Regions from separate parts of the Ovis canadensis genome. Here region 2 is linked to region 1. Evidence: chromatin contacts called from public Hi-C data. All regions are on one chromosome and are shown on one strand. The core of a region is the stretch at or near the end of the contact, and the rest is flanking DNA. Distances in the headings are between cores, read along the strand shown.

What was found. A called contact is a pair of places that touch in the nucleus more often than the background predicts.
Region 2: a contact with region 1 is called in a Hi-C map of lung, with 5 times the contacts expected there. The contact joins the promoter of CDKN2D here to the promoter of CDC37 in region 1. A contact is called at or near these places in 2 of 2 Hi-C or Micro-C datasets (fibroblasts and lung).

What each region holds. Positions count from the first base shown.
Region 1 is chr5:27,652,568-27,660,350 of ARS-UI_OviCan_v2, reverse strand. It overlaps CDC37 (cell division cycle 37, HSP90 cochaperone), which reads left to right and starts at 4,339. Exons shown (of 8, transcript XM_069589231.1): 1 at 4,339-4,596. The coding sequence starts at 4,495.
Region 2 is chr5:27,784,499-27,792,281 of ARS-UI_OviCan_v2, reverse strand. It overlaps CDKN2D (cyclin dependent kinase inhibitor 2D), which reads left to right and starts at 2,656. Exons shown (of 3, transcript XM_069591081.1): 1 at 2,656-2,838; 2 at 3,109-3,264; 3 at 4,240-5,190. The coding sequence starts at 3,124. The coding sequence ends at 4,599. KRI1 (KRI1 homolog) reads left to right here and starts at 5,575. Exons shown (of 19, transcript XM_069591057.1): 1 at 5,575-5,750; 2 at 5,867-5,940; 3 at 6,530-6,635; 4 at 7,324-7,429. The coding sequence starts at 5,657. AP1M2 (adaptor related protein complex 1 subunit mu 2) reads left to right here. Exons shown (of 14, transcript XM_069591079.1): 13 at 336-411; 14 at 841-1,251. The coding sequence ends at 863.

The DNA of each region.
Region 1 (7,783 bases), core at 3,090-5,589:
AGGGATCAAACCTACTCTCCCTGCATTGGAAGTTCAGAGTTTTAGCCACTGGACTGCCAGAGAAATCTCTTAATAATAATAATTTTAAACCGGGGTCTTGCATTTTCATCTGGCCCTGGGCTCTGCAAAATTCTGTAGCTGATTCCGGCTGTATCCCCAGTGCCCAGAACAGCCCATGGTAGGTGTTCAAGGATTTGTGGAATGAAGGAAGGAGTGGAGGAGGCCCAGGGGTGGAGGTGGAGACACACACATGCCACCACTGCCTGGACACTTGTGCAGCTTTGTAGAAATCAGCCCTGGCAGAAACCTGGGCATGAGAGGCAGGTCCTCAGAAACTGGCCTGAGTGCCCAGGTGGTGGGGGAGCCGCTAAACCTGCCTTCCCCCAACCCTGGGCAGCAGCCCACTGGGGAAGGGGTCCAGATGGCCAAGTAGGCTCAGGCTGAGGAGGAGCCTCTTGACTCATCCAGCTGCTCAGTGCTCCTGGCCTGGCCTGACAGGAGCACTGGCTTCACCCAGCCCCCACCACCTTCAGGAGGACATGGCGATGGGTGGCCAGAGAGGGACAGAAATGACGATAAATGCCCTTGTCTGCAGCTTGCTGAGATCGTTCAGGCCTAAGGAGGGACAGTGACTACCGAAGCTCCATGCCTTGGAGCTGGGAAGGGCTCTCAGCTCCACCCCCTCCCCATGGGGCATACGTGTGTGTGCACGTGCATGTATGTGAACACGAGACTTTGTACATGGTTGTCCATTTGCAGCTGGACGGGTCGAACTCGCTGGGAGTCTGAGTATCGTGTAGATGAAAGCAGATCATACTTGCCAGGAGTGTGTGTACGTGACAAAATGATACCACATCAGTCTATGTGGGCATAAGGCTGGCTGTGTGTGTGTGTGTGTGTGTGTGCGCACACATGTGAGGAGGGTGCCTGCGTAAGGATGCAACATTTTACACTGGTCAGAAATGTAGATTCTGGGTTCAGATCTTTGCACAGCCACCCAGTAGCTATGCAGCCTCAGGCACTTTTGGTTCTCCAGCCTGTGTATGGTGTTTGTGTGCCTACGTTTGTCTGGATCAAAGTGTGTGTGTGTGTGTTTGAGGAGCAATACAACTCTTCTGGGAGGTCTTCCTGGATACCCATCCCAAAGTGGAAGCCTCAATTTTTCTCTTTTGTGAATTAAATCGTTCAGTTGCTCAATCAGGTTCCATTCTTTTTGACCCTGGACTGCAGCCTATCAGGCTCCTCTGTCCGCGGAATTCTCCAGGCAAGAATATTGGAGTGGGTTGCCATTTCCTCCTCCAGGGGATCTTCCTGACCCAGGGATGGGAACTGTCTCCTGTGATTCTTTACTGCTGAGCCACTGGGGAAGCAGTTTGTTGTTATATATATATGTTGCTGTTTCTTCACTGATTACTAAATGTCAGCTCTGTGGGGGTAGGGGGTTTTGATCTGTTCACTGCTGTGTCCTGAGCACTGGGTACACAGTAGACAGAGTAAATACCGTTTCAGTGGATGAACATAGGGCTGTGTCTGTGTGGTATGAGGAGAGAGATAGGGGCTGATAGATGTCATGGGTGCCTGGAGGGACCTGTGCTCAAGTCGGGTCTCTATTCTCTTCCGTTCCCAGCTGTTCACAGCCATTTCTTCAGCCGTCCTCACTGTATGGGAATGACAACGTCCGATCAACTTCCTGTACTGCCTTTGATGACATCTTTCCCCTTTTCTGGGTCTAAGGGACTCACTTGCCCCATCTGTAACATGGGAGAGAGGATGGGTTGGTTCATGACCAGCCTCCTATTTGACCTAAAGCACTATGAAAATAGTTTCAATCAATTCCCTCTTGAATTAATTCAATATTTATTATGCACCTATTGTGTACCAGGCACTCTTCTAGACCTGCCCTGCCCCCGTGGAGCAGAAAGTGAATGATGAAGGCAGATACAAACCATAAAATCTCATTGAATCTTGGACACCCTCTCCTGAAATCACTCTCCATGCCTCATGGAATTTTAGTCTTCACAGTCTAAAATCACTGAGGGGATTTCTCTGTTCACATACTGATCTTGCTCCCTCAGCAGTCTCCAGGGTCAGCCAAGCCGGGACCCAGCTTCTCTTTGGTTGCTGTAGTCTGACCACCCAGCCACAGGGCCCTGACATACAGTAGGCACTTGGGAAATACGTGTGGAATGAGCTTGAAAATAAATGACGGACTAATGTAGACTGGAAAACAAGACCTCCCCTAATCCTGGGTGAGTCATCACCCACTTTGCAGATGAGGAAATTGAGACTCAGGAAGGCAAACCGTTTGCCCAGTCCCACAACCGCAGCTAAGCAGTGTGTGGCTGTGGGATGCAGCAGAGGAAGCTTGGGAGCCCAGAGGAGCATTCCCAGACCCCCACCCCCACCCCAGAGTTGCCACACATCCAGCTGGAGATGCGCTGATGGGGGGTGGGTGGTTGGGAGGGCGAGGGACAGTGCGAAGCAACTCAGGGGTCTCTGTCTCAGTCCCCAGGAGTGGAGATGCTGTGTTGGCAGGAGATTAGTAAAAGCCTGGCGCTGATGGGGGAGCTTCCGGCGCCCTGTCCCCAATTCTGGGAGCTGGGGCTCCTGGGACCCTGATTCGTTGGGGCCGGGCAGCTCCGGTCTCCGAAGCTGGGTAGAGACATCCCCCGCCCCCACCTTTCCCCCCCTCCCCGAGCCTACCCGGGAATCCCGATTCGGGGTCCTCCCTATACACCCTCAGCCTGGAGGCCAGCCTGCAGCCCTCAACCGGCTACGTGGGGGGCCCTGCCTTTCTTGGGGAGCGATGGAATTCCCCCTTCCCCGCCCGGAGCCTCTCCCTCCCAGGGGCCAGGTCCCCCTCCCGGCCGCAGTCGTAGTCCAAAGCTTACCTTGCAGGGGGGCTGGGGAGGGGATGCCCCGCCCTCTCCGGCCTGGGGGGCGGGAGGGGACCGGGGTGTCCAGACCCTTTGTTTGCCGGGGTGTGTGTGTGTGTGTGTGTGTGTGTGTGTGTGTGTGTATGTGTGAGATCGGGAGCCCCGCTGGGATGTAGGTCCGTGCGCGCGCGTACCCGGGCCTTGACGGCCGCTGTGATGCTGAACCGCCAGGGTTGGAGGAGGAGGAGGAAAGGGGGACTCCCCCGCCCCCGCCCGCCTACTCGCGGGTTTGAATGGACCGTGAGGGGGAGGGGCAGCGGCGGGCGGGCGCTTTTGTCCGGATGGCCCCACCCCTTCCCGGGGCCGGGGAATCCCCCACACCCCACCCATTTAAAGATCTTTACTCCTTCCTCTCCAGCGTCCCCCCAAACGCCTGCTTGGTTGGGGGGAGTCTGGAAGAGGCGCCCTTCACTCAAGTGGCTGAATCTCTACCCATTCTCCCTGTCCCCCGCCCTGCGCCCTTTAATCTGAGATAATCCTGGCCCTAGGCTGCAACGCAGCCTTTTATCCCTGTATCAAAGCGTGGGTAGGGATACATGAAAATGTGTGGCTGCGGTCGCCCAAGCTCAGTGTAATGGAGTTCTTAGAGTCTGGAACGAGGAAGGGGATCCCAGACGAAAGAGGGAGGGACTGCGAGGAGTCCCAGAGTACCTCGACGGAGAAAGACCCCCTGCGTGCGCACTTCCAAGCTCTTCCACCCCTCCCCCACCTGGCGCGGGGCACCCGCACTGGCCGCTAGTTAGACACTAGCGACACCCAGCGGATGCATGGGGAGCCGCCGTAGACAAGCTAATGAGGCCCGTTAAGTGCGGTCGGGTGATTCCAGAGGGGGCGTGTATGCGCGAATCCCCGCTAAGGAGTGGCAGAAGATGGGGGAGGCAAGAGGGGAAGCTGTGGTCCGAGCCAGGGAAACACCAGGTCCCAAGGCAGGGCCACATCGCCCCCATCTCGACTCCTCGAGGGCAGGGCCACAACCTTCCTTCACTTAGACCCTCCTAGAGCAGGGCCTTGTACCCCTTGTACTGGGAAGGTCCTTTCCCATCAGGCACCATCTCCAGGACAAAGTTAAGTCCCTCTTCACAAAAGACGGGAGCGAGGTCTTTTCGCCGAGGCCGAGCCCCAGTAGTGGGCTCAGGCTGACGTCACTGTGGCGTGGCTAAGAGGACAATCCTCTTTTTCAGTCTCGCCAACTGCCCCCTCTCCCAAGGCTGCCGTAAACGCCCACCGTGGGGTAGCGGGAGATGAGGGGGGCTCGAGGTTGGAGAACCCACCCGTAATTCCCCAGGAAGGGCCTAGTGGAGGCCGGAAGCCGGATGGGGTGAGGTCTCAGCGGACTCCCGAGAGCCGGAACACGTGCGCAGGGCTCTTTAAGAACTTGGTCGCCAGTGCCGCTGCTGAGGTTACTAAGGATGTGACGTCACGCGAGGGAGGGGTGTAAGCGTCAGGGCGGAAGCGGAAGGGGCGGGGCTCCGCGGGCTGTGTCTCAGTGCTGCCGCTGCCGCCGCCGCCGTCGCCGTCACCGCTACCAGAACCCTGGAGGGCTGGGCCCCGAGGCAAGATGGTGGACTACAGCGTGTGGGACCACATCGAGGTGTCTGATGATGAAGACGAGACGCACCCCAACATCGACACCGCTAGCCTCTTCCGCTGGCGGCACCAGGTAGAGCTCGCGCGCCCAGCCCCTTCCCCCACTCCCGGGACTCCGCTTCAGAGTTCTGACCCCCTGATACTGCCGGGGGGGCACCAGCCATTGATACCTGGGATTGCCCCCTACAGCCTGGACTTTCCGAATAGCCTAGGGTTCTTCGATTCAATTCCGGGGCCATAGAATTGCCGGGACCCCTGAGTTCCTTGCCCGCGATGCCGGCGCCGCCCCCCACCCCCACCCCCACCGCCCCGCGCTTCCAGTTTCTTCTTGAAACGCCAGGTTGACCTGTACGGTATATTTTTAGAATTTAGACTGCCAAGACAAGCTTTTGACGTGCCTCCCAATCCTGCTTGGGATCTTCCATTTACACCCAGATTTCTACCTCAGAATCTGGATCCTGAACCTAGTCGGGTACCCAGTTAAGATCTTGGCTGTTCCATGGCTCCTCCTAACCCCTGTGCTCAGTCGCTTCAGTCGTGTCCAACTCTGTGACCCCATGGACTGTAGCCCGCCAGGCTTCTCTGTCCGTGAGATTCTCCAGGCAAGAATACTGGAGTCGTTTGGCATTTCCTTTTCCATGGGATCTTCTCGATCCAGGGATCTTTTATGTCTCCTGCATTGGCAGGCAGGCTCTTTACCACTGGCCCCGTCTGGAAGTCCTCCAAAACCCTAGAGTTCCCAATAGTTTAAGTCTGTTCTGCGACCTGCTTTTCTGGATCCTTATGGTTCAGATCCAGAAGTCTTACTCCTCTGAATAAAATAATTCTGTCTTCCCCTGAGATTTCTGTTCCAGGCTTGGGACTCCAACCCACACCCAGGACCCCTCCCCTAGAACAAAGATTGGTACCCCCTCCCCCCAAGGCCCTCAGTCTCATCTAGGCCTGGAATTTTGAAACTTGGGTCCTGTTCAGAATGAACCACCACCTCCACCCTGATGGAGCCTCCAATTCCGGAGGCTCTTCTTTAGCCTCTGGTACTGTTAGACCCAATTTCCCATTACATCAGGAAACCCTACCCACGTGGCTTCCTGCCCAGCCAGAACCCCTGCCCCTCCTTGGTACCTCACACCCAGTCCCCGCCCACCCCCAAGACAGACTTCCAGTGGGAACCTTTGCCAGCTTCAGAATGCCACATTCAAACCCAAGTCCAGGACCCAAATCCATCCCATCTCCCTTCTGACCCAAACTTGGTGTGCTATTCTCAGACATCCACAATGACCCTGCTGTTACAAGGAACCCACCCATCCTGATTCCAGATTCACCGCCCCTTCTTTTATCTATTTTCCCCCAAATACAGACCCCCAGAATCCCAAGTCTGTATGTTCTTTCGACAACCTGCAACCCCACCCCCCACCCCCGCAGCCGCTCAGCTGTGCTCACAGACCAACAGAATGGCTCTCCTGAGACCTTGTGTGCTAACTTCTTGCTCCACCAACTCAGAGCTCCTACACCCACATTCCAGGGGCTGCTTTGCTCTCACACTTATGGAATATACCTTCTAGAACTTTCCAGTTAGGAAAACCTCATTCTGTCTTCCCATGTATCAGCTTGCAGTTGTTTATCCAGAAACACCTAGAAGTGCCCTTCCTCATCCTGCTGAGATACAGTATCCGTGCCTACATCTAGTCCCAGTTCTGGGTCCAACCCATTACTTAAAGCAGCAGCCTCCTGGCTAGGGCTTCCCTGGTGGCTCAGATGGTAAAGAATCTGCCTGCGGTGCAGGAGACCCAGCTTCAATCCCTGGGTGGGGAATATCTCCTGGAGTAGGGAATAGTGACCACTCCAGTATTCTTGCCTGGAGGGAGAATCCCATGGACAGAGAAGCCTGGTGGACTACAGTCCATGGGGTTGCAAAGAGTCGGATACGATTAAGCGACTAACCCTTTCACCTGGCTAGTGTACCTGGTGGGCAAGCCACTGGAGTGGAAAAAGAAAGTTCTAGTATTTCTCTCTTGCCATATGTGACATTTTATGATGAAATATTGAAGCTCTCCGCAAAGCTTTAAAGCTCATTCTCGGGAACACCTATTCTTGTCACGAAGTTGATCTCTATCACCAGGTTTGGTCCTGCTGGTTTGGGAGGCCATGCCCGCTCTCATACAGCGTCCTCCTCTCACCACGCCCTACTCCCTCCTGGCGCAAAACCTTTCCCTGTCCAACCGCTGAGGACCCAGGGCTGTCGTGGAGATGAGTGGAGGCAGGGAGCCTGGTGTCTCCAGCACGAGGTTCAGCTGCCAGTGACTGGCAGCCTGGGCTCCAGCCCTGCCACAGGACCATCACTGCTTTGGGGGAGCGAGCCCTCCGCCTCCATGAGACTGTCGTGAAAATGAAATGAGATTAGATCTTGAAAGAACTTGGCTCGGCGCCTGGGAGGAAAGAGTAAGCAATACCAAGAGTGGAAGAGGGGATTAGCCAAAAGGTAGCCTGGTACCCTTGTGAGCGCAGGCCTGCCCGACTGGGTTCATATCCTGCTCCTTCTGCATATCACTGACTTGCTGTGATCCAGTGAGGGTTTTTTTTTTTTTTTTTTAAATTAATTTGACCGCACAGGGTCTTAGTTATAGTGTGCTGGATCTTTAGTTGCAGCATGTGGAATCTATTAATAGTTCCCCGACCGGAGATCGAACTGGGGCCCCTTGCATTGAGAGCACAGAGTCTTAGCCACTGAACCACCAGGGAAGTCCCCGGAAGTGAGTTTTGATCGCTGTGTGCCTCAGTTTCCCCAGTTGGCAGTCTTAATAGTACCCACCCAATAGGCTTGTGAGAGCCACCTTATGAATTTAACATGTGTACTGCTTGCAAGACAACACTGGAACATAATAAGCTTTGTGGAAACTTTAGCTCCTGTCATCATCATTGCTTGGATAATTCATGCTCATGGTAAAAAATAAAAACTAATCCCAAGGCTCCAGAAGGGGACAAGTGAGTCTTCCCAGTTCCAGCTCCCTGGCTCCCTTGGCCAGAAACAGCTGCCAACCCTGGTTTCTTGTGGCTCCTTTCAGTGAGCCAGGCGGCATCCAGGTTCTGTGAGCCTTGGGTGCCCCTGTCTCTGTGTAAGGCAGGGAACAGGGACGCCTGTGGCCCCTTCTCGCCACAGCTTTCTGCCCTGCCCAGCCTGACAGCCTCTCCCGGAGGTGTAAAGCCCAGGTCAGGCAGGCTGCCACCCCCAGCAGTTCCACGAGGCCTTTATTTAGCTTTGG
Region 2 (7,783 bases), core at 1,407-3,906, 130 kb before region 1:
GGCAGATTCTTAACACTGAGCCACCAGGGAAGTCTCACAGTGTTGCTTTTTCTGCTCTCAGCCTGGGTCCCCTTCCCCTCCCCCCTGGCTTTGCCCTGTGCCTAAACTGCATTGGGTCAATTCTCTTAGGACGTGCCATCTTTCCCACTGTCCTGGACCACCTGATCTCCCCACACACATACACTGTCCTGGTCACATCTTTGTCCTGAGCCTTGTTACTTCATTCCTCCCAGGCTGTGCTTTCTTATTCCCGGAAGTTGTGTTATTTATGTTCCCCTGGCCCCAGCCTGCTCTGTCCCCCCTACCCTGGGCCACCTCCTTTCATCCCTTTCCAGGTCCGATACATGAAGATCATTGAGAAGAGTGGTTACCAGGCCCTGCCCTGGGTCCGCTATATCACCCAGAGTGGCGGTAAGGTGGCCCGGCTCCCTGAGATGACAGGGACAAGGAGATGAATGGGCATGGTCTTGGGGCTTTGAAACATCTTGTCTCAGAGAGCTCCAAAACCGACAGGCGTGGCCCTCAGGTCTATCCTATCTTTGTCAGTGTGCCCTCCCGAGTCTCGGTTTGCCTATCTTTAAAATGGGGACAGTTGCCAGTTCCAGGGTGGTGGTGGTGGGGTTTGGATAAGCAACTGAACACACAGCAGCCCCGTCTGTTGCCTGGAGACAGGCATGTTGCTGTGGTTACAGTCGCCATGTTTGAGCCCATCCTTAGCCCTGTTACAAACTTGTGGGGTTGATCATGAGCACTGGGGAAGGGGATGGGTTGTGGGTGGGGGTGCTGTCCTGTCTCCTTCCCCCAATTCTGAGATGGTCCCTGCTCATTGTTTCCCTACAGATTATCAACTTCGTACCAGCTAGAAGGGAGAAGTGGGGGCCTGAACCTGGGCTGTCTTCTCCCCAGGCCCCACTGCAGCCTCCACTAAAGAAGGAGGGAAGACGGGGTGTGTGTGTGTGAGGGCAGCTCTTGAATTACTGGTTTGTTACTCCCAGCACCTGACTTGCTCCTACCCATTTCCTTTACTGGTAGGCTGGGAGTGATAATCTCCAGCTCTCAGACTCTCACCCCTCCCCCTCCCCCAGTTTTATATGAAGAAATAGAAGAGGGGCTTGAAGTCCCCTTCATGAGTGCCTTTTTGCAGTGACCTGCCTTAGGAGGCGTGGGGAGTCCCTCCTCCACTGCTGCTGAGCCCAGAGGCCCCACTGGCCCATTTCTGAGTTTTAGGATGGCATTAAAAAGATGAATCTAGCTGCTGTTATGTACTTTTTGGCTGGGGGCTGGGGATGTCAGAGGTGCCCCTGGGGTGCTGGGAAAAGAGTGGGCAACATATCCATTTCTCAGCCCTGGTCATCTCTCAGCTGGGCCCTCGCAATTGCTCCCACCTTGGTCTCCCAGGCTCTGGGCTTCCCTCTCCCATGACAGCCAGTTCCCATCATAGCCACCAGAGGGCGCCTATTAACTCCTAAACTAGACCGTGGCTCCTCAATACAGAAGCTTCCCAGGGTTCCACCCATTGATTTCTGTCGTTTTGAGCAGCTTGAGGGACCGTAGTTCCCCGACCAGGGATTGAACCTGGACCCCCTGCAGCAGATGCGCGGAGTCTTAACCACTGGACCGCCAGGGAAATTCCCCATTCTTTTTAAAAAGTAAAAGTGCTCACCACAGCCCACACACCTGTTCACCCCTCACCTCCTCCCCCTTCTCTCCCTCTCTATACCTCGCTCTTCCTGGACTTACTAGACATGGTTACAGCTCAGGGCCTTGGAATCTGTAGCGCCTCCACCTGGTATGTTTTTCCTGAGAGACACACGGCTCCTTCCCTCACCTTCAGGTCTCAAATCAAATGTCACCTTCTTAGGGTGGCCATGCCCGACCTCTCTATTTCAAAGCCTTCATTTCCCAAGACACCATTATTTATCTCATTTTGTCAGCTCCACAGTGTATAGCACTCTGAAAATATTTATTGTCGTCTCCAGCTCTAAAAGGTAAGTATCCAACAGTCAGGAGGCACCTGGCTTGCTTTCTACTGGGGTGCATAGTACACAGTAGCAGGTCGGTAAATGTGTGAAGGCCCCGCTATTGAAGGCCTCTGTTAAGAGCCTGCGACGCGACTCTCGCCTCCCAGTCTCACCCACGTGGCAGCTGGTGAATGAACTTTCTTCCACACCCTTGCATTTGCTGTGCCAGGGCTGGCGCAATCTGAGCCAAACGTGATTCCTTTTTCACTCACCCCATTTCCATGCTTTATTTTCCTCACGGTGCTTAACACTAAAATTACTCAGTAGCTCGAATGCAGGACCCCCAGCGCCAGGAACGGCTCCAGCACACAGTGAGTGAATGAAATAAAGCACTTTGCACAGTAAGAACTAACGAATATTATCGCACCGCATAACTCCAAACTGGGCGGTCCCAGCCCTGCCTCCTTTTCCCTCGGAAGTGCCGAGGTCCCGGAGCAGCCCGCGCTACCCTGCGCCTGACCTTTCTCCCCTGGGTCAGTTAAACGGGCCCTCTTTCCCGCCCGCCCGTCGCTTTTGAAAAACCGAAAACCCCGCCATTGTTCGCGGTTCACCGGTCGCCGCAGTTTGTCCAATCAGAAGCGGGCCCGCCCACGCCGGCGCCCAAAGCCTCCCTGGCAACGCGTGGCCATTGGCTGCGCTGGCAAGGAGGGCGGAGCACTACAGGGTCGGGAGCCGGGCATCGCAGCTGGGCTACAACGTAGCAAGTTCATAAGAAAACAAATCCGCGGAGAGCTCTGGCTCCGCCCCCTAGCGGCCTGCTCCGCAGCGGCGGAGACGCTGGCTCAGAACAGACCCCGCCCGAAGAGGAGGAGGGAGGGTGAGTTGGGGGGAGACCCGGCCCCCAAGGGGCGGGCGCCGGGCAGGGCCCAGCGGGCTAGCGGAGGGTTGGGCCTGGGCTCTCAGCCCCTCTCTACCCACCGGCTGACAGGGGGAGGAGCCGGCCGGGAGGGCGGGGGTCGCGCCCGAGACCCGGACAGGAGAGTCCGACCTCCTTGCAGGCCGGCGACGCTGCGGGAGGGCTGTTCGGGCTAGCGCCGGTGGGCTCCCCCTCACTGACCGCCGCGGGGTGGGGCGGGGGGCTTCGCAGGCCGCCAGTATCGACATGCTGCTGGAAGAGGTCCACGCCGGCGACCGGCTGAGCGGGGCGGCGGCCCGAGGAGACGTGCAGGAGGTGCGCCGCCTTCTGCACCGCGAGCTGGTGCACCCAGACGTTCTGAACCGCTTTGGCAAGACGGCGCTGCAGGTGAGCCCGGGCAGGCCCGCAGACCCCTTCCCTCTTCTCTCCTTGTTCCCGTTGGTAGCCGACTGAGGTCTGTTCCTGCGTCTCTGGGCTGACTTGGCTCCCTAATGTCCCCTTTCTTAGGTGGGTGGTGGATGGGGTTAGGTTGGGGGGAGGGGAGAGCTTTCCATCTTTGGAGGATTCCTTGTTCTCTGATTGCGAAGGATTCAGTTTCCCTGGAGAAGTTCTTATTCCCTGGGTGAGGGTTCACCTTCTTTGGATCCGAGTTTCATGAGGGCAGCTCCAATGTCTTGGAGCATCTATGGACGATCCGACCGCAGGAAGGAAGGATTCCTGTTTCCAAGGTGTACCCATTTTCAGGGGGTTCTCTGCGAGGTATCCAGTTTCCTGTGGGGGAGAATCTCTATTCCCGCGGGGTTTTCTTACTGGCATATTTGGGGAGGGGGATACCAATAAGGGAGTAGTCACAGATTACATGGGAGTCCGTGTTCCCTTGGGGACATTTACAAAAGGGGAACCCCATTTCATCAGAAAGGATCCCTACTATATGGGAGGGGGAAATTCCTTGGAGGAGTTTTAAATTCCCTGGCCATCTCCATTTCCTGGAGGGGACTGTTCTCTGAGGTCTGTTTCCTGGTGGGGTTCATAGTTCCTGATGATTTCCCATCTGTGGGGAGAAGTGTCTCTGGTTCCTTGGGGGAGGGTCTTAGTTTCCTTCAAAATTTCCACGGGGGTATACCCTAGCGGGGGGCGGGGGGTGACCAGTTTTTTGAAGTTCCTTATTCCCGGGAGATCTTGTTCTCTGGGGTCTCAACAGCTGCCTGAAAGTTTTTGTTCCCCGGAGTTTTTCCTTCTCTTGAGAACCTTGTATCTGGCATTCTCAACTCCCGAATGACCCCTCTCTCCAGTCACCCGTTTCCCCAGACCTCCTCCTTTGGAGACTCCCTGACCCTTCTCTACCCCCATCCCCCCCACCAGGTCATGATGTTCGGCAGTCCCACCATTGCCCTGGAACTCCTGAAGCAAGGCGCCAGCCCCAACGTCCAGGACGCCTCGGGCACCACTCCGGCCCACGATGCAGCCCGCACTGGATTCCTTGACACCCTAAAAGTGCTGGTGGAGCACGGTGCCGATGTCAACGCACCCGATGGCACCGGGGCGCTCCCCATCCACCTGGCAGTGAGAGAGGGCCACACCCCTGTGGTCAGCTTCCTGGCTGCCGAGTCTGATCTCCATCACAGGGACGCCAGGGGGCTCACACCCCTAGAGCTGGCACGGGGGAGAGGGGCCCAAGAGCTCATGGACATACTGCAGCGGCACACAGTGGCACCCCTGTGACCTGGGGCCACCCACTCCAGCAGCAGGACCCAGCTGAGTTCTGTGTCAGAAGAGGGAAGAAACACTTTCTCCTTTTGCTCCTCCTGCCCGCGGCCGAGGGGCACCGGTTTGTGGCTTGTTGGTGTTGATTTCTGGGGTGTGTGTGTTTGACGTGCATTTCTCGTTTTTTTTTCTCACCCCTTTCGGTGTGTTGGGCAGAGAAGGGCTCCTAGAGGCAACAGCCACCTGAACGGTTCACTTTCCTCCACGCCTACAGACTGAGTCCCAAGGGCAGAGCGTTTAAAACCCCAGCCCTCGAGAGTGAGGGAGTGAGGTCATCTCTTCCAAGGCTCTTGGAACCTGTCGACCTTGGCCGGCTTACGGAGAGAGACCTCAAGTGTGCACACTGCTTTCCGGCATGGGGGAGGGGGGAGTGTTCCAAATCGATAAAAGGGTAGTATGAGTTCATTCATATTTTGTTGAAAGCTTCATTTCCAGTCCCTTTGTACAGCGTTTAAAAAAAAAGTCTATTTATTAAGCTTTATAGAAAATATTGTTGTGTGTGTAATTTAATGTTTTTACCCATTAAATTAAGACTTGTGCATGACCACAGCTCTAGTGGCTTGTCATTTTTGATACGCGATGGAGAGTCGCGTATCCAGGATGTTTGTGGGGATGGGCCCTGGGGGTCGAGGATCGTGGATGCTTTGGAGGAGGGGAGAGAGTGGTAATTCCCAGGGCGCCAGGGGTGAGTGAGTTGGGTGGGGCAGCGGTTTACGCTGTCGGAACGGAAGGGAGGCAGGAAACCGCGAGTGGAGAAAGGGCCCCCAGATGTCAGCTGGGTGCCGGGAGCCCCGAGGGTGGGGGAGTGGGATGGGCGGTGGCTGCAGCCTTCCCCGCAGAGGCGTGGCTCGTGGGCGGGGACTGCGGTCCCAGGGCCAGGGATCCCGGAAGGGCCCGGGGCAAGGTTCTGGGCGGCCCAGGAGGCTCCGCCCCTATTTAAAGTAAACTGTGCGTAGCCCCGCCTCCAGGGAGGCGGTGCTTTCCTGACGCGTGCGCAGTGGGTCGGAGAGCAGCCATGCCGGAGCCGCGCGGGTCGTCGCCCCTGCGGGTGAACGCGGCGTTTGCGGCGAGGTACGGCCGCTACCGTGAGCGAGAGGAGCTGCAGCGGCGTGAGTGCGGGGCGCATGCGCGTGGGGAGCCGGCGCCTGTTGGGGAATCTGCAGGTGGGCCTTGATCTGGTCCCCCAGGCTCACCTGGGTGGGGGGCTCGCATCTTTGTCCCACAGTGAAAGATCGCTACGGAGACCGGCGCAGCGGCAGCGACTCCAGCTCCGAATCTGATTCCAGCGACGAGCACGTGGTGAGCTTCTCCGCCTCCGTTCCGGAGTTGCGGGAGGTGTCCAGGGGCGTGTCTCATCCTGGCCCGGACTTACAAGGGGCAACTAACCTCCAACCCCATTGCGCCTTCAATCCCTGACAGTCTAACCATTTCTCCCTGTCTGCCTCTGTTCCCAAAATGGGGCATCCCTCTGCCACGTGGAGCACCCATCTTTTCCCCACACCAGCTCTGATCTTCCCAGACTCACTGAGCCATCCATCCCTTCCTTTGTTTTTCATATGCCTTCGCTGCCACCTGCCCCTGTATCATCCATCCCGTATTGATTCCAGGAAGTACCACCACCCCCTTGCCTGCTACCTTTTTTTGCTTCCTATTCTCTACTCGTGTGTGGTCCACCCCCACGGGGTCCCCTTGACCCTCCCTCCCACTGAGATCCAGCCCTCCAGCCCTCCCCCCACCTTCCTCTACCCAGCTGGATTCTCCCATCTTCTAACCTGTACCCCTCCCTACACCCTAATTCCCACACTCTCAGCCCTTCTGCCCCTGTGGCTTACTGCCCCCATCACAGCCCCCTTCTGAAATCTGTCCCCACCCCCTTTTTCTGCTTTAGGAATTTGACCCTCAGCAAGAGCGTGACTTTTACAGGACTCTCTCCTTGTTGAAGAAGAAGGACCCCCGCATTTATCAGAAAGATGTCACCTTCTATCAGCAAACAGGTCTGGGGCTGCTTCTCATGGGATCCTGGGTCCTCACTGCCTTAGAAGCTGTTGTGGCTATTTAATGAATCTTTCCATGGTGGCTCAGACAGTCAAGAGTCTGGCTGCAATACCTGGGTTCAATCCTTGGGTCAGGAAGATCCCCTGGAGAAGGGAATGGCTACCGACTCAAGTATTATTGCCTGGGAAATCCCATGGACAGAGGAGTCTGGCAAGCTACAGTCCGTAGGGTGCAAAGAGTAGGACACAACTGAGCAACTAACACTTTCACTTTTTTTTTCACCTACAAGTCAGAACTGATTAGCAGAGGTACTTCCTTGGTCGTCCAGAGGTTAAGACTGCACTTCCATCCCTGGTGGGGCAACTAAGATCCCACAGGCCACGCAGCACAGCCAAAAGAAAAAAAAACTGATTACTAATCAGCTAAGAGTGTCCAGGGTTATGACCTGTTGTTACTAATAATGGCTGTGTGTCTGGCACTGTTCTGAGTGTGAATTACTCACCGAGTGATCACCACCAGCTATTACCAGGTAGTAGCAAGTGTGATGCCTATTTGATAGCTGGGAACTGGTGGCTAGGGGATTTGAAACCTCCGTCTGACTCTGGCCCAGCACAGTTATTCTCTGCCTGGGGGAGCAAGGGGGTTGTGGGTGTGGGTGATGACAGGTGTCTTGTGGTGGCCCTGCAGTATCGTCCTCAGACAGCGAAGAGGAGCTGGCAGCTGAGAAGCGAAAGAAGGTGCAACCCATGTACCTGAAGGACTACGAGAGGAAGGTTATCCTGGAGAAAGGAGGGTGAGGAGACAGCCTAACTCCTCTGCTTCCACCTTCCCAGGGCAGGTGGACACATGGGGGACTTGGGGTGGGGGTGGGAAGAAGCCCACACCCAGCAGAGTTGGGGGAACCTCAGAGAGCAGAAAGCTTGGTGACCTGCCTGCATCCCACTGCCCCCATCCCCCAGCTGGTGCTCTGTTTTTGAATTTTTGTCTCTTTTAATAATTTTTATTTATTTATTTTTGGCTGTGTTGGGTCTTCATTGCTGCGAGGGCTTTGCTTTAGTTGCGGCAAGCAGGGGCTACTCTCTAGTTGTGGTGTGTGGGCTTACTGCGGTGGCTTCTCTTGTTGTGGAGCACAAGCTCTAGGGCATCT